Regions from separate parts of the Hordeum vulgare genome. Here region 1 is linked to region 2. Evidence: chromatin contacts called from public Hi-C data. All regions are on one chromosome and are shown on one strand. The core of a region is the stretch at or near the end of the contact, and the rest is flanking DNA. Distances in the headings are between cores, read along the strand shown.

Region 1 (5,237 bases), core at 361-2,860, 680 kb before region 2:
AATGCAGGCGGCCTAGGCATAAAAAGTTTGATACTCCAGAACAATTGCCTTCTCATGAAATTTGCCTTCAAGCTACTCCAAAAACAAGACTTACCTTGGATCAACTGGTTCTTCCAACATTATTCTCTCGACTTCCAAAGCAAAGCACACACACCCTCCTACCTTTGGAAAATAGTAATCAAACAACTGCCAGCCCTACGAAAAATCTCCTTTGTCCTTACCAACAACGACACCTCCACCTTCTTTTGGCTTGACACCTGGCTTACTCAAACTCCACTCGCAGACACATACCCACACCTCTTCTCCCACTCCACATCACCCTATGTCCTGGTATCACAAGTCATGCATAACGGTTTACTCGCTACTCTGCGGAATCGCCTAAGAAATATTGCTTCTGTCGAACTAGCGTCTGTTTTGTCTTTGTTGCAGGATGTTGCCACGAACAACGCGCCCGACGACAGGTTCCTCACCCACGGCTCCTCGTTCTCCTCCAGGAAAGCCTACTCTTTGCTCTCCTCCGACCATGAGATAGATCTCAACGCTGGGTACATCTGGAGCTTTAAGGCACCTATAAAGGTCAGAATTTTCGGCTGGCTTCTCTGCCATGACAGGTTGAGCACGATGGCAAACCTACATCATAAGACCATTACCTCTCACCCGGACTGTCCACGGTGCACTACCTCTCATGAGGACGCATTGCACATCTCCATCCTCTGCCCATACGCGCTTCAGGTATGGGCACTCCTAGGGTTACAACCACCTCACTCCATACATCGCATTTGGGAGACTACGACACCGGTCGGCCTCGACATCAACATCTGGCCTACCGTTGCTCTCGTCATTCTTTGGAAGTTGTGGGACTCTAGGAACGCTCTAGTCTTTCGTAACGAGCTACACACACCACAAATTACTCTTCGGAACATTGTTTCGGACTTTACGCTTTGGGTCCTTAGATTTAAGGACTCGGTTAGTAGGGAGGCTGCCATGTCTTGGCGGCTATACCTCACCTCTCGTTGTAATCTACTCCCTCCGTTCTTAAATATAAGACCTTTTAGAGATTGCACTATAAACTACATACGGATGTATATAGACATATTTTAGAGTGTACATTCATTCATTTTGCTCCGTATGTAGTCTCCTAGTGAAATCTCTAAAAGGTCTTATATTTTGAAACGAAGGGAGTATGATGTAACCTGCCTTCGGGCCTTTTTGAATAATATATTCAGGTGGGGACTCTGTGCGGTTCAAAAAAAACAAAAGGGATTATGGGGCTCGATCAACCAAAGATGACGACCCCGAACCGTTGAATGTGCGAACTTGTCTCACGAGTGATCTAGTAGGTCTGAAGGAGGAGGCTCTAGGGTTTGGTATATCGTTTTTTCTTCTTCTTTTATTGAGGCAAATCGTCAGTTTTTGTTGTTGTTACTCCTTCCGTTCCTAAATATAAGTCTTTGTAGAGATTTCACTAGTGAACTACATATGGATGTATATAGACATATTTTAGAGTATAGATTCAATCATTTTGCTCCGTATGTAGACCCTTAGTGAAATCGTTTAAAAGTCTTATATTTAGAAACGGAGGGAGTATGCAAAATCGTCTGGTATTGCGTCGTGCAAGCCCACCAGTCCGAGAGCTCGGCGCAAAATACAGCCCGTATAACCAGGCGACCCAGTCATCCAAACCCGGGCGCGGCCCACTCGCGGGAGGCTTTATCTTTGCCCACTCCTCCGCTTCCTCCCCGCAGCTCTCGTTCACTTCAAACCCTAGCCTCCTCCTCCTCCTCGCCGCCGCCGCCGCCGCCGCCATGGTAACACCTCGTCGCTCGTTCCTTCCTGTCAACTCGTCGTCGACTTGGTTCCCCTGCTTATCCATCTGGGCATCGTCCGGTGCCGTGTCTGTTCCTGCAGTCAGGGAGGAAGAAGACCCGCGAGCCCAAGGAGGAGAACGTGACGCTCGGCCCCGCCGTCCGCGAGGGGGAGCACGTCTTCGGCGTCGCGCACATCTTCGCCTCCTTCAACGACACTTTCATCGTAAGATCCCGAGGGCACGCCGCCTTTCTTGCTGCTCTTCTGTTTGCACCGCGGACCTGAAACTCATTGCCACGTCTGGCTTCGCTGTCGCAGCATGTCACGGATCTGTCCGGGAGGGAGACGCTCGTCCGCATCACCGGTAATATTACATCTCTTCTTATACTAACCTTTATTACGAGCACGCCGTGGTGTCTGATGTATAGATGTTATGTTTCTTTCTAATGAACATCGTCTCGTGCTGGTAGATACATGTTCCTTTGGAATAGTATATAGTCAAGCTTCGTGATTTGTTATGACCCTAGATGTTTTTAGTTTGCTTTGTAAGCACGGCCCTTAAGATCCCCTCCCTTTTCATCTGTGGGAGCGTGTCGAGTCATAGCCATGCAAGATTGAAAACGAGGATCCGGAGAGTTCTTCTCTGGAACCTCTTCTCTTCCTGTTTTAGTTCTAGCTGTTTCCATCATTTCATTGGGTTTCTTGTAGTGCATGTAGCCAGCAGGCAGCAGCTGCTTTATGCACTGCTCATGCTGTGTTCTTCACTCTTGCAACTCTCTGTGACATTAGATGGAGCTGCCTAAATTCTGGAAGTGAACATGCTTGATATGACTGTTTCGCTGAGCCAAATTCATTTTGTCACCCATGTTGGTGGGTTCTGATGTAAAAAAATTTCACTGAACGAACATATTCTTATTTAATGGAATTGGTTCGTGCAGAAACACAATAGAGTATTTGAGCGACATATCCTTATCCAAGAACTGTTGGCTCTTCAGTTTGTGATCTGGCTGTGGTCTTCTATTTCTGTGAAAATTATAGGTTCTTATGTGAGTGAGATTGTTGAGTTCTGTTTGTCCTGCTCACTTGTTATGAACCAACTTGAAGCTCTTCTGGTCATGCTGTCTTTGCTATTGTGTTTCATTCTTAATCCTATCAACCTTTTGTAAGCACCGCCCTTAAGATCGCCTCCCTTTTGTTCTGTGGGAGCGTGTCGAGTCATTGCTGTGCAAGATTCATATGAGGCTCTTGAGAGTTTTTCTGTAGAACTCAACTTCCAATTTTGTTTACAGGTGTCTTCATCTTGCCATTAAGTTTCTTGTGATGTATGGTCGGTATGAAGCAGCAGTTCTCTGTCTTGCTTCTGCAGAGTTCTACACCCTTGCAACTCTTTGTCAATTAAAATGGAGCCATCTAAATGTTGGAAGAACATTCTTTTGTTTGTGATTACTTGTACAATTTACATTTGAAGATTTTAGATCTTGGCTGTATAATTTCTTCAGAACAATTGAGATTTCTTTTGGAATATAATATGTATTAGTAGTAGAATATTCAATGTGTTGTATTGTGTCGGTGTTTGAAGGAGTGAAGTCATTATTATGCGGCCAAATGATTAGATTCAGTAATTGAGCCTGTGCAGTTTTTATAATTTATCTGTACCTCTGTACAGATGAGTTCTCCCATGCCAGTTTTATTATGCATTCTGCAGGGCCAATTTTCTTCTCTGCATTTACCAGTAGAAACTGAGTTCGCTATGACTTGAATGTTTTTTCTAGGCTATTTATACCTTCCTAGCTAAAACTTGTATCTGCCATGACACACACTGATGAGTAATTGACTGTACGATCTTCTCTGATACTTAACATCTATTAGATTCTTATCGCATCTTGTAAATTTGTGTTTGTACTGAACAATTACATTTTACAGGTGGGATGAAGGTTAAAGCTGATCGTGATGAATCATCCCCTTATGCAGCTATGCTTGCATCACAGGATGTTGCTGTAAGATGCAAGGTATTAAAAAATTGATTTGTTGCATGATCAAATATGGTGTACCCAAATTTGTTGAATCCACTGATACATATGGTAATCTTTTCCTGTTTAGGAGCTTGGAATTACTGCTCTGCACATTAAGCTCCGTGCTACTGGTGGAAACAAGACAAAAACTCCAGGTCCTGGTGCTCAAGCTGCGCTTAGAGCTCTTGCACGTTCTGGCATGAAGATTGGACGCATTGGTAATCCTTTGATGCCCTCTTGTATGCTTTGCCGTGGCATTTCATCTCATTTGCTTCTGGGATAAATCTAATCTGCTAGACATTGTATTTGCAAGGCTTTTTTTTTTCTTTTAGTTTTGTCTGGATGTCAATAGTTCATGGAATTGTTTCGTTACCTGGCTTCCTTGGTTTTGATATGGACTGATGTTTTGCTTGTCCTTTCTGTTCATAGTATAACATTATGATCAATGTTGATTTAATTTTGCCTTGGATGTCAGTTTACTGTGATTTGAAGCTTAATTTTTCCAGTTTAATTTATGATATCTTACAGTGGGTTAATCCATATGTTTTTCTTTTCTGTTGAGCAGAGGATGTTACTCCAGTCCCAACTGACAGCACTCGCCGGAAGGGTGGTAGAAGAGGAAGGAGGCTGTAATTCCATGCTCGTTCAAGGATGGAACAATACCAAGCTATCGATATCCTGTGTCTTGCAACTTTTTCTGTACTATTCCGTTTATGATGTTAAGTCGGATCTTGTGGATTTATAGATTTTGAGCGATATTGTGTTGCATGCTTAGAAATGACCCATTTTCCCTTTCAAATCAAGTGGTCGTCATCTATTATTACTCTTCTTCTGCTATGGATGCACTGGGATGTGAAATGCAAATTTTTGTTTCATTTACTCTCTCCGTTCGTAAATATAAGTCTTCTAAGCGATTTTACTAGGGTCTACATACAGAACGAAATGGTTGAATCTACATTCTAAAATTTGTCTATATATAAAACCTTTAGAATTATATATAGACTTACATATTAAGAAACGGATGGAGTATATCGCTAGCTCCTCGTTTTGACCAAGGTCTTGTTCTTCAAGACACTAGTAAATTATATTTGCTCAAGGCATCCATGAGAATTGCTTGCTTGCCTCGGGCCTTGCACTCGACTACAATATATTTTGGGGCACGGCGTTGTGTTGCTTTGTGAATTTCAGTGTCCTTTTGATTGTGCTCTTTGTGTTGCTCCAGTGGAAGCATACACATAGTTACCTGTTTACTGTTCCGTGCACGACTATGGTTTACGGCCTTACGGGCACTGCTGTCCCGTTAATGTTACTTGCGTGACGGTAAGTTGGAACAAAGGTCGCCACAGAGTTGCTGAACAAGCCAAGATAGAATGTCTATATTGACCTTGAAGCTATTTATCCAAATGAATAGTATACCTT
Region 2 (5,120 bases), core at 844-3,343:
TGCTTGAACAGCACTAGCAGCCTGTGATATGCCAATCAGGATACCTCCCAAAATATTCTCAGAATGCATTGATCAATATTTATGGAAACCTACCAGATTTTTGTAAAAACTTGTCTCTTCCGGGAGTAATGTATTATTTGAATCCACCACTTTACCAGTATTGTGGTCCCCATTGCTTCTTGCGTCTAGTTGGCCAGCCCCATAATTCGGTGGCCCAGATAAAAATGCAAATATTCTAGCTGTTTCAAAAAATACAAGGAAAATGCATTATATTATAACGCAAGGCCATGTACTTTAAGAGAATAAGTATGTTTTCTACTAATAAAACTTTTAAAGAGAATATGTATATCTTCTACTAAAAAATAATAAAATAACAGAATAATAGTGTAGGCATCCGAGTTCCCTGCAAGAAAACACATACCAAGTTCAAAGGTAGTCCCATTTTCCACACTTAGGTAGTTGACAAGAGCATCCATTGCTACCCCAAACCCACGGGTATGATGCAATGCATGATCTTGAACTTGCGATGCAGTTGTTGCCCTTTCCCAGGAAGCTATTGGTTTAATTGTTTCTAGTGCTTCAGCAATGCGGTCTTTGAAAGTGCCAACCTGTTAAGATGAAATTAACATAAGCACATACAGGAAAAACCAATGCTCTGGGGATACAGGTTGAGTAAATGATAGAACAAGAAATTGAAGGAATTAAAATTAAGAGGACAATATACATACAGGAGCCAAAAATGAACAAAATGGCATGACATCTTTAAGGTCCACGTGCAAGGTGCCGTCAGAATCAGGAGGGATAAAAACGTTCTTCACAATTGGTATTGGACCTTGAACATCATATAGTCCTATCTTGCTGCTAAACGTTAAGATCCCAAATAATGATCCTGGAGAAAGAGCTGCAAGCCATCAATAGATCAGTGTACACATAGGTGTAGCATGTGTGTCCTTTCAATAACAGAGTTGTATAAATAGATTAGCTCCTAAAGCTTGTGAGTGGATCCCACCTTCAAGAGCTGCCAGAAGAGCACTTTTTACTAGCTCCAAAAACTCCTCGGAAGCTAAAAACAACATGAAGAAATAAATTATGAGAAGACATTGACAAGTGAGCTCTAAAGAAAAGAAAACAGAAGGTCTCAAACAACTATAGGGTTATTCTCATGAAAATGTGAAATATGATGATCAGGACAACAGGCGTAAAAGGTGGAACCTATCTTAGCTAGACGAATTCAAGCTAAATTGGGATGGATTTGGATGTCATTAATCCATGCATCATGTTAGTGAAACCAGGGCTATTTTATTCTCCGTGATCATACCAATCACTTACTGGACCAAACTAGGGCTGTTTTATTCTTCATTTTTATGTGGTAAAATCTTATTCGATGTTCATGTTTTGCCATGTTTAGCAACCTTAAAACTTCACAGGCAACCATTTCCGTTGTCAATTTATCACTCTATTGTGTGGAGACGAAGGCGAGGGTACAACAAATAAGCTAGAACCATAATGCGAAAAAATCTTGAGATCATCACATCTTACAGCATAAGTCGACCGCTGCCACATACACGGGCGTCGTCGCAGCCGCTGCCTCACCCTCCGCCCCTGGAAAAAAGAACACGAGTCCGTCATCTCACTGCACCACATTGCACCAGATCGGAACTGCGGAAGCCCTACCCGGGAGGAGGAGGTCGACAAAGGCGGAGCGTAACTCGGGCGGGTCGTGGCTGCCGTCGCGCGCGTAGCGCGCGGCGGCGTCGGCGGAGAGGTCGTTGTCTTCCGAGCAGATGGGGCACGTCCACGACCAGCGGTGCAGCGAGCAAAGGGTGCTGAAGTAGGCGAAGCAGGACGTGCAGCGAGGGATGAGGTCGCCCTCGTCGCCGGTGACCGGAGGGGAGCCGCGCTCGTCGGTGGAAGAGAAGGGTGTCACGGCGACGCCCCACGGTAGGCCCGAGGAGTCGAGGAGCGTGTTGTCGGAAGGGAAGTATGCGAGGCTCGGGCGCACCGCCATTGCTGCGCCGCGCGGTTTGGGATGTGGATCTGGTGGGGTGGTGAGGTGACGTGAGAGAGATCTGACGGGGGAGACGGAAGCGCGGCTGTTCGAAGTGTATGTGCAGTGTGGGTTTGCGTTGAACTCTTCTCCTGCGGCAGACGATCAGGACCGTCCAGTTGCTAACGTACGTCTCGAAGGCCAGGTGAGCGTTGACTGTGCTGCTAAGACCAGAGTCTACTCCTATCCACCAAGGGCATCTCTCACACCATCTTCAGCCGCACCCCAACAATAACAGGCCTCCCAAGACGTCTTTTTCTCCGCTCGCGAAAAAATTCCCGCGTCGTGTTCCTAGGACGTCGAATTCCGCCGGTTCGAGTAACTTTTCGGTTCGACGATCCCAGGCCGAACCCAGCGCTTTCGGGGCACTTGGGGGCTCCGACAGAAGGAAAAAATGGTCATGGACCACTAGTGTCATGCGAGAAATGTCTTTTCCCCGCCCAGATACGATCCACGCGCGACAGAACGCTACTTCCCCTTTCGTCGCCATGTCGATACTGGCGCCGTCTCCTTGCCCACATTCGTTGTCCTGCCACTAGAAAAGTCATTCTCACGCCGGAAAGAGAGGGTTTCGCCGCGACAGCTTTCATCCAGCTCATGGTCGAGCTTTCCAGGACTCCGACCACGCATGCGAGGATACCAGCGGCTACCTGCCCATCATGCCCGGTAGGTGTTTGGTGATTTGCATGTTCGACGATGGACTTCGGCGACAAGGAGGCGTTCGCGACTCTGATGAAGGAGGAAGACGGGGCCGACATCGACGATGAAGAGTACCTCATGATCCTCGCTGCTCTGGCCGGCTTGTTCGCGAAGAATGCAAAGCCACGGTGAGGTGGCTCGGTGTCGGGCCGCCGCAAGAGCAAGCGGGGGCATCGAATGTGGGGTTATTGCTTGCTCTATGCCGACTACTTCGCACACGCTCCACTACACATCGATAAAGTATTTTGGCGTTGTTATCGGATGAGCCGGAAGCTCTTCCTCAAGATTGTGAATGTCATCTGGGAGTTCGACACCTATTTCATTTGCAAGAAGGACTCCTCACTCCGGAAGTGCACGACAGCTATGAGGATGCTTACATACGGAGCTCCCGGTGATATACATGAAGACTATGGACGCATGGCCGAGTCCACCAACATTGAGTGTTTGTACAAGTTCTACAGGGCGGTGGTGGAAGTGTTTGGACCACAATACTTGCGATCACCCAGTGTTGAAGACACTGCTCGAATTCTAGCACAGAATGAAGCAAGAGGATTTCCTGGGATGCTAGCATCGACTACATGCATTGGGCATGGAAAACTGCTCATTTGCTTGACAGGGAATGTACAAAGGTACGAAAGGAGCTTGAAGTGTGGTACTTGAGGCAGTGGCTACATAGGACCTCTGGATTTGGCACTCCTTCTTTGGTACGCCAGAAACTCACAATGACATCAATGTCCTGGAGTGCTCGAATGTCTTTGACAAGCTTGTTGAAGGTCATGCTCCTCCGGTGAACTTCAAGGTCAATGGGCACCAAACTACAACAAGGCATACTACCTAGTAGATGGCATCTATCCAAGATGGTCAACATTTGTGAAGACTATCTCAAAACCTGTGTCAGGAGGCAAGAACTCCTACTTTGCTAAGTGACAAGAGGCTTGCAGCAAGGATGTCGAGCGAGCATTGATACTTGTGATTTGCGTTGGGTTTTTCATGAAGAGGGACAGGTGATGCAACACAATATAGGTAATGTTGGGGAACGTTGCATGGGAAACAAAAAAAATCCTACGCACACGCAAGACTATCCATGGTGATGATCATCTACGAGAGGGGAGAGTGCATCTACATACCCTTGTAGATCGCTAAGCGAAAGTGTATATAAGGCAGTTGATGTAGTGGAACATCTTCGCGATCCAAATCGTAGACCGTCCCGCGATCTCATCATGATCCGTCCCGCGATCTCATCATGATCTGTCCCGTGATCCCATCACGATCCATCCCGATCCAGTGTCGAACGGACGGCACCTCCGCGTTTAGCACACGTACAACTCAATGACGATCTTCGCCTTCTTGATCCAGCAAGAGAGATGAGGAGGTAGCTGAATTCTCCAGTAGCACGACGGCGTGGCTGCGATGGTGGTGGAGCTACTCCGGCAGGGCTTCGCCATACCGTACCGAACTAGCTATGGGTGTCATGAAGTGATGGAGGGAGAGAGGGTTGCGCCTTGGCTTGAGGTGCCAAAAGCCTCTCTCACCTCCACTATATATATGAGGGAGGGGAGGGTGGCACCCTAGGGCAAGGCCCTAGGGTTCGGTCGAATCCAAGAGGAGAGGGATGAGTCCTCCTCCAACACAACTTGGAAAGAGACCTCCTTCCCAATTCGGTTTTGGCCTTTCCTCCTTTTCTCCCTTGGCCGAAATAGCCTCTTTGGGCTGACCACCAACCCACTAAGGGCTGGTGCGCTACCCTTGGGCCTCTTTGGTTCACTCCCGGGTGGGTGGCCCCTCTCGGTAGAACTCCAGAACCCATTCGTCACTCCCGACACTTTACCGGCAATGCCCGAAAACCTTCCGAAAGCCAAATGGATACTTCCTATATATCAATCTTCATCTCTGGACCATTCCGAAAACCCTCGTGACGTCAGGATCTCATCCGGGACTCCGAACAACCTTCGATTACCAACATCAATAATTCAACTATACCGAAATGTCACCGAACTTTAAGTGTGCAGACCCTGCGGGTTCGAGAACTATGCTGACATGACCTGAGACACTCCCTGGTTAATAACCAATAGCGGGACTTGGATGCCCATATTGGTTCCTACATATTCTATGAGGATCTTTATAGATTGAACATCTATGTGAAGGATGTAGTTAATCTCGTATGATATTCCCTTTGTCCTACTGTATGTTACTTTCCTGAAAGTACGTTATATCGACTAGAGGGGGTGAATTTCATCACTGAGGAAATTCCTTTTGAGGAAATTCCTCACTGATGACTTACGTGCAGCGGAAATAGCGAGGATCAGAAGTGCAAAGACTATTACAGCAGATTACTTGGTGAAGATTATGAGAATCGGTTTGCATAGTATGTAGG

Evidence for each region. A called contact is a pair of places that touch in the nucleus more often than the background predicts.
Region 1: a Hi-C map of seedling shows a contact between it and region 2, with 2.4 times the contacts expected there. The contact joins the promoter of LOC123426668 here to the promoter of LOC123426663 in region 2. A contact is called at or near these places in 3 of 6 Hi-C or Micro-C datasets (leaf and seedling).

The regions. Positions count from the first base shown.
Region 1 is chr2H:463,205,096-463,210,332 of MorexV3_pseudomolecules_assembly, reverse strand. It overlaps LOC123426668 (40S ribosomal protein S14), which reads left to right and starts at 1,610. Exons shown (of 6, transcript XM_045110535.1): 1 at 1,610-1,808; 2 at 1,909-2,031; 3 at 2,125-2,170; 4 at 3,730-3,815; 5 at 3,907-4,036; 6 at 4,384-4,697. The coding sequence starts at 1,806. The coding sequence ends at 4,451.
Region 2 is chr2H:462,527,425-462,532,544 of MorexV3_pseudomolecules_assembly, reverse strand. LOC123426663 (protein transport protein Sec24B-like) reads right to left here and starts at 2,093. Exons shown (of 14, transcript XM_045110531.1): 1 at 1,675-2,093; 2 at 1,540-1,602; 3 at 1,010-1,063; 4 at 729-901; 5 at 422-608; 6 at 94-239; 7 at 1-21. The coding sequence starts at 2,008.